Linked DNA regions of Gossypium hirsutum: region 2 is linked to region 1. The links are chromatin contacts, called in public Hi-C maps. All regions are on one chromosome and are shown on one strand. The core of a region is the stretch at or near the end of the contact, and the rest is flanking DNA. Distances in the headings are between cores, read along the strand shown. Region 1 overlaps LOC121217708. Region 2 holds the start of LOC107887149.

Region 1 (6,539 bases), core at 2,506-5,005:
GAAAGAAACAGATAATTTTTTGATATTTGCATCTACTTACATTATAACAGCATGTCATGACTGCATCATGCTCGTACTTCATGGAGGACAGACATGGATATGGTAAGCATATGGTGGCACTGCACATGCACACAATCCATATTTTTCCACGATAGAGATTAAGCCCAATCTTAGCCCTTTTTGAGGTCAATTCATTTTAAAAGAGAACCATAAACTCACCCTAGTCTCTTCTCTTACTTCTCTATGACACTGTAATTCTCTTCTTCTGGTTCATGGTTCCCGGGAAAGCAATCTGGTGAGTAGTAACTATAGTCACTGTGTCAGAACTTTTTTTTTTTTGGTCCTGGTGTGTCCCATACTTATTATGCCTTGTCGGCAGTGTGTCTCTGTCAGACACCAATATGACACTGGTACAAGGGGGTTTCCCCCATATACATGCTTCATATCTTATGCTTAACCAGAGTGTGCTCATATGTGATGATAGCAATGATGCGGTCTCTGAGATGATCTGTTTGTCTATATCTAGTGCTAAATGTATTGTGCACTGATAATTGTATAGAGAACTGATGTGAAATTTCTGGTATTTGGTTTGTAGCATTTTTGGGTTGCAATATCTATGGTCTTCTTTATTGCTGCCACAACTTTCACTCTTTTAAAGTTATGCGGTAAGTTTTTTTTTTTCTTAGTTTTAAGGGTAGTATTTCTTTTGATCTAGTTTCCTTTTTTTCTTGTTTTGTTCTTTATGGTGCTATCTCATGGCTATATTTATTTTGTTTTGCTACGAATGGGAATTTTTTTTTCCTGCTGACTTATGTATTCTAGTTCGAAACCATTCAACATGTCTGATGCTAATACATTGATTCATCTTCAACGAGGTGCAGGTGATGTTGCAGCTCTAGGCTGGTGGGATTTATTTATAAATTTTGGGTACAATACATTCAGTTTCCAGTGATTGTTTTCTGCTTTCCCCCTTGTCCTTTTTCTACTGTAATAATATTTTAAGTTGTGATGCAGTATTGCAGAGTGCTTTGCCTTTCTTGTTTGTACAAAGTGGTATAATCCTGCAATTCATCGAAATTCTCACCTTGGAGAATCCAGCTCGTCTTCAATGACTATAAGATATCTGGACTGGAACAGAGGCTTGGTAATATCTTCTGATGAAGACAGCCACCAGAACAGCAGAATATGCAACCTGCAGGATATTGGAGGACATGTTATGAAAATTCCATTTATTTGTTTCCAGATCATGCTTTTCATGCATTTAGAGGTATAGTTGTTGCAAATGCCTCTGGTATATTCTTGAACGTTCAAGTTCTATCTGTGTCACATGTTAAACTGTGATGTCAGGGAACACCACCTAGTGCAAGAAATATATCACCTCCAGTTTTTTTTTCTCCCCTTCTGCTGCTGCAAGGAGCTGGGGTTGCTCATGCTGCGTATAGATTGATTGAGAAAATTGTTATTTTACTACATAGTGGAGCTCGTTCTGGAAGATACATTGATATATCATCAAAAGTTCGTGAATTTTTTGGGTTCTTGCACCATGGGTCAAGGTAGTGTTTGTTAGGAGTTAATTTTTAAATCTTGATTAACTTTTGCTCAAATTCTTCTGAGTCTGGACCAAGTGGACACAAAAATGAAAGCATTGTGCACACTTAAAAAAAATTATGTTTCTTTTCTCAACAGGTTACTGGGTTGGTGGTCAATTGATGAAGGAAGTAGAGAGGAACAAGCTAGACTTTACTATTCAGGGGCATCTGGGTTGGTTTTCTATATTGCACTCTAGTTCCTTTATACATGCATTCATCTAGCACAATGCATAAGTAATCATTCTGGCTGCATTCTGTAGGGTTTACTAAACCAGCTTTGATGTGGTTGAATGCTTAGACTTATCGGTGCAAAAATGCTTTTTTCTCTGTCACAGTATGATAGCTAAAGCCTAAAAGTGTGGAAAAATTTTCATTAGCCACCATCACTATTCATCAAAAGCAATGCAGATGACTTCTTTTTCCCTTATATTCAGTAGTTCCTAGTTAGTCAATATCTAAGTAGTAAAGGGCTTAGGAAATCTTTTCATAGGATAATATTGTTTCTTAATAAAGGAGAATTGTAGTGCAGTTTGCTTTTAGTTTATCATTTATAAAGAGAATGTATTAAAATGCAGTAGTAAAAGAAGAACTGAGTCATGAGATACATTCATGTTAGCATACTAAATTTAGCAATGAAATTTGTTTGCTTCTCATCGTATTTGCCAGTTAACTTGTTCTTATTGCATATTGTGGGGCCTTCTTGAGTTCTACATAGATAATAGTGGGGTTCCCCCCCCCCTCCCCGTCTTTTTGCTGATCTTTTCTTTCATCCTCAAACATTCAGATATAACACTTTCTCACCTGATATTGTGAAGAAAAGACCAAAATCAGTTCTTGTTGAGGAGGTAAACATAGTATTTGGAGTCTTCAAATTGTGAAGTATTTACTTATGCATTTTTTGGTCTAACCTGTTTGCTACGGTCTGAAATCTCTGTCTATAATTGAGCAATATTATATGCATGTTTTGAAATCCTTTAAATATAGATTTGGAGATTACAAGCTGCACTCAGTGAGCAGACTGAAGTCACCAAGTACAGCCAGCAGGAGTTTGAAAGACTTCAATATGTATTATTTCAACACCAAGCTTAAGTTGTTACCAAGTTATTCTAATTGTTTGGCTAATATATACTGTATTGCTTACTTATTAATTGAATGGATCTGTCACTCAGGAAAAGATTCTGTGTAGAGTTTGCTTTGAGGAACAAATCAGTGTAGTCCTGCTGCCTTGTAGACATCATGTTCTCTGCAGGTATTTGCATCTACCCTTGTAATACTGACAATGTTATTTTCCATTCTGGCTGTTTTCTCAGTAGTGGACTATTGATTAATGCAAAGATGTCTGTTAAAAGCTTTGGCTTAGGCATCATGTATACTCAGAAATATATTATTATGGTATTTACATGACTAGTAGTGGCATACCATATTTTGGGCATATGGTGTGTAATATTTTCATTTCTTATCAAAGGATGTGGAACTTGTTTTCTTTAATTATTAATAATGCTGTTTCTTTCTCAGCACTTGCTGTGAGAAGTGCAAAAGGTGTCCAATCTGCCGTGTTTCTATTGAAGAGCGACTGCCAGTCTATGATGTCTAGTCTCAAATTACCTGTAGAAAAGTTGGTGTAATTTTTTTTTCTTCAAACCGTTTCGAATTGCTTGTGATTTTAGATGAAGCAAGCATTGAGAAGCTGGCCATTCTGGTTTCTCCAAACGTGATATAGTTGTGTTTTGCCACTCAGGAATTGTAAATGACTAGTTGCATTCTGAAATGAAATGAAAGTAGTGATTTTGACATGTTTTGTGATAAATCATGGGTTCTTTTTCCTTTTTCGCTTATGAAATATAAATGAGGATGATGAAGCGCTCTCTTCCGCACGTGTATAGTTAGTCTTGGATTTCCCAGGAATTATATGTTGCTAGGGTTGCATTGTTCTTTTCTTTAAATATGCATAAATTAGGATAAAGAGAGATTGGTGGGTTAAATATTTTGGTTTGTGATAGGGAGGAGAAAATGTTGGGACAGTGTGATTTGGTTAGGGTCAAATGGAGAAATAAGCAAGAGTTGTTTAGGGGGATATCCAAAGAGATAGGGCAGGATATGTGGAAGCAACCAAATGAATAATATCAGATAGTGATGCCAAACCATATTGCATCTCTGTTGCCACTCAAAGTTCCTCTCCACTAATAATTTTTACTGCCTTCAGCAACATGGCTGAAACCCTTACTCGGTGCTAAGGACAAAGACCCACTATCCTCAACTACCTCTACTCCAAACCAACTGTTGTGGATGGATCAAATTTCAAACCTTTTCGGAATAAAAATATTCATTCTCTTTTTTTTTCTTTAAAAATTAATTAGCACTTAATACAACAAATATTGATAGTAAATTTAAATTTTGATTCTTGAATTTGACAAGTAAGTTCAGATTGACTGTTAGAATTTTTTTTTAATTCTATTTTGACCATTAAACTTAATAATTGTTATTCATTTAAACTTATTTTGTTAATGATAGTGAAAAAAAGGCATACCCAACATATCATATCACGCCACCTGTATTGTCAAATCACTGTATTTTAAAATAATTATAATAATACTTCTTATTTGTAGAATAAAGAAGTGAAGAAAAATAAAAATGAATTTTAATAAAATTAACTAGAAAAACGGAGTAACTAAAAATCCTTTGGAACCCCTAAATGAAAGGGACCAAAATACTAAAATATTGAAATACCATTTCAATCCAAAAGGCCACCATAATTGTGGGGTGAAAGATTCCGTCAAAAAATTTTCATTAAACTTTTTCTTTTTTATGGGTTATCATTTTTGTTGTTTAAGACTATGGGTTTCATTACAACATTATTGTAATGGTTTTGATTTTTACTATTTGATGTTGCTGAAAACTTTTGATTACAACTATGTGTTTCATATCTAACTTAAAAATGCTACTCCAAGTTCATCTAATCTTAGAGTTAAGTAGTTCAAAAAATATTCTATTTATTTTTTAAATTATTAAATAACATAAATTTTTCTTACAAAAAATAACACATTTTTCTATAACTAGTGTCATGATATGATAAGTCGAGTATGTCAAATTATTTTTTTCATAGTCATTAATAGAATAAACTTAAATAAATAATAAACGGTAAAAAAAAGAGAGTATAGGAGTCAATGTAAACTCACTTGTCGAGTTAAGGAATTAATGTGGACTTAGATTTGACATAAAAATACTCAAGTAGTGGTTCATGACTAAAAATTAAGTTAGATGTGAATATAAGATTTGATGTTATAAAATGTTAAATTTCAATTGTAATGTCTACCATAAAAATATTATGACGGAATTGTGGAGGCTTCCATGATTACTGCCTCAAAATGGTTTAAATCCCACAAAATGATCATCTAAACAGAGAGTTGAATTAACTATTTGAAGGCATTCACAGCGGATAGTGAAGAGTGAAATGAATCCCCAATAGTTATTATTTATGTGGGATGCTGCTACACTGAACTTTCTAATGCTTTCATTTGCATTCTGATTTCATGCTGTTTTGAAAAACTTTTAACTTATTACAGCAATGAATAGAAAAAGAAGACCACAACCTAACCAGATTTGGGTAAAGAATGATCCAGCACATCTGAGTAATAATGATCAATATTTGATTGGTGTTCTTGTGAAACATGATGTTATAATTAACGAGGTTTTTTTTTATAAAAATAATATAAAAAATTAATTAATTATGAAAATGATTTGGGGGACAAATTAGTAACGGAAATGAGTTGTTTGTTATAGTGTCGCCTCACAGATCAGGGGCACCACTCCCCTTTTTCAGTCAATTATCAAGCTTTTAAACAAAGAATTTTTTTATTGATGTCACCACTGTATCAGGTGACACTTATATATATTTATCCAAATATCCGTGAAAATACGTGTATACACAATGAGAAAAAAAACTAAAAAAAATTATATTAATGGTTCCTCCGATCTATTTGGTGGCACGGTGATAAATTATAAAAAAACCAATGTAAAAAAAAAGGCTATGAAGAAAAAATAATAATTTTTTAATGGTGTCATCGGTTTGTCAAACGACACCGATGATGTGTCAGAAAAAAAAACCTGTGAAGAAAAATATATATTTTTAACGGGTGTCGTTGGTGTGTCAAGCGGCACAAGTGATGAGTCAAAAAAAAGCCTGTGAAGAAAAGTATATATATTTAATGAGTGTTGCCAGTGTGTCTGGCGACTTTGGTGTTTTTTTAAAAGAAAATGGCTATCAGGGAAAGAAAGGAAAATTGAAAAAAAATTAATTTATTAGGGGTGCCGCCGACGTGTCAGGCGGCACCACCGAGTATATATACTCCATCATTGGCCAAAAATTTGTTTATGTTGAAGTTTTTGGTTTCTATTGAAGTTTTGGGTTTATGTTGAAGCTTTTAATTTTTGCTAAAGTTAAGAAAAAAGAAGAAGAAGAAGAAGAAAGATTTGTGTTAGTAGAATGTGAGGAACAGGAACAAAGAAGAAACAAAATTTGTGTTTTAGATTTCAAAAATCAAGTTCGAGTTTATAAGGTTAGTTTGTAATTATTTATACGTAATTATATTTTTAATAAGAGCCAATATTTTTTTAAAATAAAAGTAACTTTTTTATTTTTAATTTATTTTAAAGATTTAGTATCGAAAATAAATAACCAATTCTTTGTATATGTTCATTTCGAGGGGGTAATTTTACAAATAATAGTTGGTTGTACATTTGAATATTGTCAGCAAATAGGAATGAAGTTTAATAAGAATGTAAAATTTGATGATATGAAAGAAAAGATTAGTGCGAAAATTGCTCGACATTATAGAAAGAGGATGTCCAGACTATTCTACAAATTTCTAGTTTTGTCAAATCCATACAAATTTACAAAAATGAAACTTGTAGATGATGAAGACGTGGAGACTATAATTGCACTTTTTTGCT
Region 2 (6,539 bases), core at 2,567-5,066, 130 kb before region 1:
TTCATTGCAATGAATGAGAAATTCAAGAAATATGAAGTATGGGGTCATCTTGGTAAGAGTAGCAAATCAAATTCTAAGGATAAAGAAGGGGATGCCAGTGATGAAGATGGTTATCAAGATGAAGATGATGCCGAAACATCTAAGGTTCAAGCCAAGGTCACATTGCGACCTTTTATTTGACTTTCATACCAGTTTGATTTCTGTTAAAGGCTCCCTGCCCACTCTTTGAGTTTGGTTTTGTATTGCAGCCTGTTTACAATAAGGATGACTTTTTTGATACTCTCTCCTGCAATGCCCTTGATAACAACACACAAAATGGAAGGCCAAGATTCTCTGAGCAGATGAAATTGGACACAGAGGTCATGATGCATTTCATGTTTTTCTTCCTATTTGTTCTCCGAAATATGCAGACCTTGTTTGATGTCATTTTGGTTTTGGTGGTGCAGACTTCTGGTTTTTTTTCAGGACATCGAGGTGGACGTGGTGGTCGCTTTGGGGGTGGTTATCATGGAAGAGGGTATGGGCATGTGGGGAGGGGTAGTGGGCGAGCTATGTCTATGCGAGCTCCATAGGTGTGCTTGATATTTCAAAATGTTTATTGCCGCTGGCAGGCCATGTTAAGGTGTTCTCTTTTGTTTGAAATGTTACAGCGGATACACATTGAAGGCCTAGCTACCCAGCAAAGGTAAAGACTGATTTAGGGGTTATGCTCAGAATTTGTTTTTCTTTATTAATTCTCCAGAAATAAAAGTAGGCATTAAGCTTTGGTTTATCAGTATGACCTATTTTGTTTCTCGTTGTCCATAGTTATTTCATGGATCTAATCTAATGAAAAGACGCATTCAGTTTTAATTAAGATGAGCTTGTTTTGCCACTTAGCATAATTTCTATATGGTGGTTGATTTACCATATATGTATTTTGGGGAACTGTATGTGTATATGAAAAGCAAAATTATTTGAAGGGAACTGCTTTACTTACCGTGGATTAGATGGGTGATGGGGATCTGAAGAGTTCCCATCATACAGCAGGTGTATACAGACCCAATTATCGCATCATCTCTATTGTCTACGATAACCAATCTTTAACACTGCATGTGGAAGTTGAACAATGCTCTATTGGAGTAATCAAATCACATGATTGTGAATTGTTATACTTTCAAGTACCGATATGTTATATAAGAATAATATGTCTCTACTAGAGCATGAAGTGACTGGACTTATTAAACTTCTAGCGTGATGCTATTAGAGTTGTACCTGGTTGGATTTATATGATGATTTTGTTTTGAACTTTTCATACATAATGTTTGAAGGGATTAATTTATGTAGTATATATAAGCACATTATTTTTCCATTGAACAGGAATATCGTATATAAAAGGTTACTGATAGTATTTGCATTTAAGGAATCATAATGGTTTGAGATGAGGGTAAATGAAGCTTGTGTAAAGGAGGTGGAGGCAAGGGACAAAATCAAGGGCCTTTAAAGGCAGATTGGTTCATCTTGCTACCTGTGGCTTATTAAAGAGTTCAATTTGAAGGGATACCCATCAAAATAAAATTTGATCACTATCGTTTCAAGAAGACACACTCAAATGTGGAAAATTTTGATCAGAAAGCATTTATCGAATAGTGATTACAAGACTTCTTTCAATGAACTTGGCGCCTCCTACCTTACCTTGCATTTGTGGTGGGAGAGAAATGACTCGTCTTTGGTCCCCCGCTTCCACCAGCAACTCTGATCCTCCTCTATACTGCACTTGTCATGCAATGAACAATCATCAGCATAATTCACCAAATCAAAATTTTTACAAGTGATGACATGGGAGGAGCAATGAGAACTTAAAAACGACTTTTGAACCTTCAAAACTATCACACAACTTGAAAAGAATTGAGGGATTCAGAACTGAACATACTTGATATAGCTTGATCTCTGACTTCTCGAAACCTGGCATGAGAAGGGTTGCTGTTTTCTTTGCTGTGTCAAAAATCACAGATGAAACCTTCTGGCTTGCTGGCAAAGAAAGAAGACCCCTTGCACCCTCCACGCTATTGTTCATCATGATGGCATTCCAATCTTGAGGGGAATCCACTGCAAGATTCGGAATACAAGCAAAAGGCAAGGGATACAAATTCTTCTTCAGATTTTCCACTGATTCAACATCCAAATGATGGGTAGGAATGGCAAATGCACCACCCACCTGTGTATCAGCTTGGATTGCACAACCCCAGAAACGTAATGCTGAACTGATTGATATTGAAATGTTTGGATTCATCACAAGAAAGCACCCAAATTGATAAGATCCTGAAGATCCTCTCTGCACAACTTACAGCCTTTCAATCTCCTATATCAAAAAATTGGTGAATGATAAAATGAAATACATTCCGTGGTTACCTCAAGAATTCGTTCTAGACTGTCCCATATTTCAGCACTGATTGTTCCAGTGAGTTGGGATGGGTTACCACTTATGCCCATAGCTTCATCTACGAGTCTCAGGAGTGAAGGACCAGCCAATCTCCCAAGGTCAGTTTTCTCAGCCATGCTCCGCAGGTACTTCAAGTAGAGTCTGTGCAGAGTTAGAGGGGGTTGTGTACATACTTCATTTTAGGAAAGAAAGATAAATTGTTTTGCCTATTTCCAAACCTTGCTTTACTGCTTGCACCTATCATTCTTAGGGTTTCTTCGGTGCTGATACCATCATATATGATAATGTCAAATTTATCGTTTTGATGGTTCTTCCGAGCCCGTTTCCCGAATAAACCCAGAAGCCTCACAAGTGCAAGTAGTGAAAAGATAGAATCCATTCCGGGAAGCACCCCAAGCTCTTCTCCAACAACCTAGTAGACTAATACATGTCAAAATCAACATTCATAGTGTGAAGTGCAAACACCTAAGGTAAAAAGGATGATGAGATATTACATACACACCCCTTCCAGAACTCCTTGTGTCAAATTAAGACGGCCATCTGCTTTCTTCAGCTCATTTAGAGGTTCAAGAAGCATCTGCAGTTTAACGAATGATCCATTCTCAGCGTAATTACAATAAACCCATTTGAAATGGATAGATGATGAAGCATGGAAAAGGAACATACTTTAGTAGTTTCCAGCCTAACAACAGAAAGGTTGCGGGTGCATAGAGTAGGAGAGGAGTCGATCTTACAATTGAGAAGACAGTCAGCAGTGCGATCCTGTCCTTGTAACACTAAGCATGTGCTGAGTCCAGCCATTGCATAGTGCTAAGCAGCAGCAAAGAAAGGCATGAAACAAAGAGATTAGATGATGATATTTGGAAAAAGGGGCCATTTCTAATTAACCCTATCTGTCAGCTTCAGCTTTCCTTTTCCGTTAATTGGGGACAAGTGTAACTAGGAAGTAGTACCTGGGCAGCGAAAACAGAGGAGATGGTCTTGCCGGAGCCGCCTTTGCCTAAGAAGGTGATCAATCTTGGAGTGTTTGAAGAAGAATCAATGATGTCATCACCATTGTAGACCGAAAGTTGAGAGATTGTTCTTCGTGAGGGACTCCAAAGACTGGATTTGGACTTGGAATTGGAGAGAGGGAAGATAACAGGGGAAGACACAAGCACAGAGGACATTTTTGTTTTTCAATTTTTAGACATAGAACAAGCCTATGGCTTTATAGTTTACAAACAATTACAGACAGGAAATGGATTAATTAGCCGATTAAACAAAGCGTTCTTATGCCGGGCCGTGTTGGCCCAATCAGACAGATCCCATTCCCAGCACCGGCTAGATTACATCATACTTTTTCTCTACTAAATGCTATTCATATATTCGTATTTTAGTATTTAGAGTAACAAACAAAAATATAGAAGGTATATTATGACATAAGTTCTCTGACCAAGAAAGTATATCGAGATAAACTTCATTTTACTCCTACTAAAATTTGCTCAAAATTAATTCTTGTACTAAAAGTTATTCAAATAATGGCATCGCTATAATTTTCTGTGGAATTACTGATAATTTAAATAAAACATATCATTTCATGCTCGTAAAATTCTCAAATTATTCCAAAAAATCTGTGTGGTTGAAAATTTATTCGTTCAATTTTGTATTTTTAACTTAACACTTACAGCTTTCTTTACCATTTCATTGAACCATTTAGAAATGGTTTCTTTTAAATCCCAAATATTCTCTTCACTTGCCTGTCAAAAACTTGCATGACTTGAGGATATTGGCTTCCAACAATGGCGAGACCAGGCTCCAATATTCTTTCCTTTATTTTACTTCACCCAATTATACTTTGTTTTTAAATTTTTTTTAACTTAGATTCTAACATTTAAATTCACTCCTATTTTGGTATTTTATCTTTAAATTAATAACGGAAAGTTTTTTAATTGATATTGTTGAGTATGACTCATATTTCAGTCAAATTTGAGAGATAATCTCTCAGTTACACTCTGTCTATTTGTTTAAGTCAAACTCTGATTAATCTAGATTATTTTATTATTATTTGACTTAAGACACCCAGTAAAAGATTAGAATATAACACTTTTGGAGAATTTTGTGTTAACGTTTTGAGGGTTCTTTATTTTTGAGTTTCGGGGTTTAGTTTTTATTTTTATCTTTTATACTCTTCGTTCTTTTTCTATTATAGTAAAATTATATTTGTATGTGATTTTTTATCCTCTTTGGAGGGTTTTTCCATGTTAAATTTATGTGTTCGATTTCTCAATTTATTTCATTATTTTTTACTTGTTCATTGCTTAATTGGGTCGATCCCCAACAAATGGTATCAGAGTTAGTTCAATTTTTGTAGATCAGCCTGTTTAGAGATGAAAGCAGCAAGGTTTGACATTGAGAAGTTTGATGGTGCCACAAATTTCAATCTGTGGCAAGTTCGGATGATGACAATTTTAGTTTAGACTGGCCTGAAAGGTCCTTACCGAGAAAAATCCTAAGAAACTCTTTATTTGATTAAGTCTCTAGCTAACCATTTAGTGTTGAAACAACGTTTAGTTACGTTTCACATGAATAAAGGTGAGCTTCTTAGAGATCATATTAGTCAATTTATTACCCTTTTGAATAATTTAAAGAATGTTGAGGTTAAGATTGACGATTAAGATCATGCTATGCTATTATTGTGCTCTTTACCCTCTTTCAAGGAGACCCTAATTTATGGCAGAGACAAACTCTCTTTCGAGGATGTAAAGGGTCATTTGTTGAGTAAAGACAAACTCGATAATAAGTTTGGTTCGAATAGCAAGGTAGATAGGCAAGCTTCCGTTTTGGTTGTCACACCCCAAAATAGAGCCTAGGAGTTTTAGGGGTATTTTAGGAATTTTAGTCTTAGAGTGTTCAAAATTTTGAGACATGGTTTATTGGTAATGTTTTTTACTATGGTTTTTAGAAAATTAAATCAATTTTGGAAAATGAGTTTTAAATACCTTTAATTTTGAAAATAGAACTGATTTGTAAAAGAGTCTAAATTATGAGTTTTTAAAAGGCAATTAAACCAAATTTTAATTTTCACCCTATTTTCCCCCTTTATATTCACAAAACCCACATTAGTCTTCTCTATCCTTTGTGTATGTTGCCGTCACTTTGCTCTCCCAAATCCCTCATCCAATTTTCTTTGTTAAATCTTCAATCTTTTGATTTTTATCATTCTCCAAGTCAATTACCTTCATAAATCTTCAAGAAAACACTCAAAAACTCTATAGATTTCATCATCTTCTTCTGTATGGATTTTCTGGGTTTTTTACAAAAGTCCATTTTCCTTCTAACTAAGGTAACCGTTCATATTTCTATTAATTTTAAATGTTATTTAGTCTTTAAAACTAAGTTTTTGGACATTAAATCACATGTTTTAAATAAAAGTAAAAAATTAGCTCGTTAATGGTGGATTTCAAGATTTTGAGTAAAAACATGGTTTCAAAGTGTTTTTAAATTAGTTTTGACATGATTAAGAGGTTTCTAAACTTAATTTGAAGTTTCGTTAAAGATTTCTTAAATTTTAATGAATTTTTAGAAAATTGCCATAAACATGTCGAAAAAGTTAATACTATGAACTAAGTATTTTTGTGTAGTTTAAAGGTTGGGAATTAGTCGTAGGTGACTTATAAGATGAACAGAATTTGTTTTAGGTGAAAAGATTAAGTATAGATCAAGATATTTGAGTTTTAAGTTTGCTATGTTAAAGGTTTTGGTTACATGAGAACCTAGCTTAGACTTGTGCTTTTGGATTGTTTGATGAGAATATTTGGATTAATGTTGCTGTGTGAATTGCCTTGTTGAAGCGTTGGAATCAATAAGACCCTTTACGAGTAGAGATAAAGGCAAAGAAAGGCTAGTTTGAACTTTCGGCTTTTCGGCGAAAGCGTGTTGGTAGTGTTTGAAATAATTACTTGTGGACATGATTCAATGTGTTATTTGGGAATTTAGTAGTAGCCTAAAACCCTACTCTAAATTTCGAGTATAAGCTTTTTCATACCTATGTTATCTTATGAATAATGTGCGTATGTATTTCTAAATATGTGAATTGAGATGAGATGCTATAACATGTGAGATATAGTTATGATAA

The links. Hi-C and Micro-C count contacts between places; a contact is called where the count stands out from the background.
Region 2: a Hi-C map of fibers shows a contact between it and region 1, with 5 times the contacts expected there. The contact joins the promoter of LOC107887149 here to the enhancer-like site in region 1. A contact is called at or near these places in 18 of 34 Hi-C or Micro-C datasets (anther, callus, fibers and 4 more).

What each region holds. Positions count from the first base shown.
Region 1 is chrA03:56,450,502-56,457,040 of Gossypium_hirsutum_v2.1, reverse strand. LOC121217708 reads left to right here. Exons shown (of 14, transcript XM_041093721.1): 6 at 596-665; 7 at 882-927; 8 at 1,015-1,267; 9 at 1,348-1,553; 10 at 1,687-1,761; 11 at 2,374-2,434; 12 at 2,574-2,654; 13 at 2,759-2,838; 14 at 3,105-3,380. The coding sequence ends at 3,183. Among protein-coding and RNA genes, the nearest start is that of LOC121217708, 11 kb to the left of the region's middle. Within about 2 kb of position 3,755, at least 2 of the 9 cell types and tissues checked have an H3K27ac peak or open chromatin away from gene starts, as enhancers often do. A contact at or near this core is called in fibers, where this site is marked.
Region 2 is chrA03:56,578,996-56,585,534 of Gossypium_hirsutum_v2.1, reverse strand. It overlaps LOC107887149, which reads right to left and starts at 3,816. Exons shown (of 7, transcript XM_016811304.2): 1 at 3,376-3,816; 2 at 3,089-3,232; 3 at 2,925-2,999; 4 at 2,641-2,834; 5 at 2,392-2,563; 6 at 1,913-2,314; 7 at 1,370-1,755. The coding sequence starts at 3,591. The coding sequence ends at 1,666. It overlaps LOC107887148 (protein decapping 5), which reads left to right. Exons shown (of 8, transcript XM_016811299.2): 6 at 1-156; 7 at 249-359; 8 at 447-856. The coding sequence ends at 572.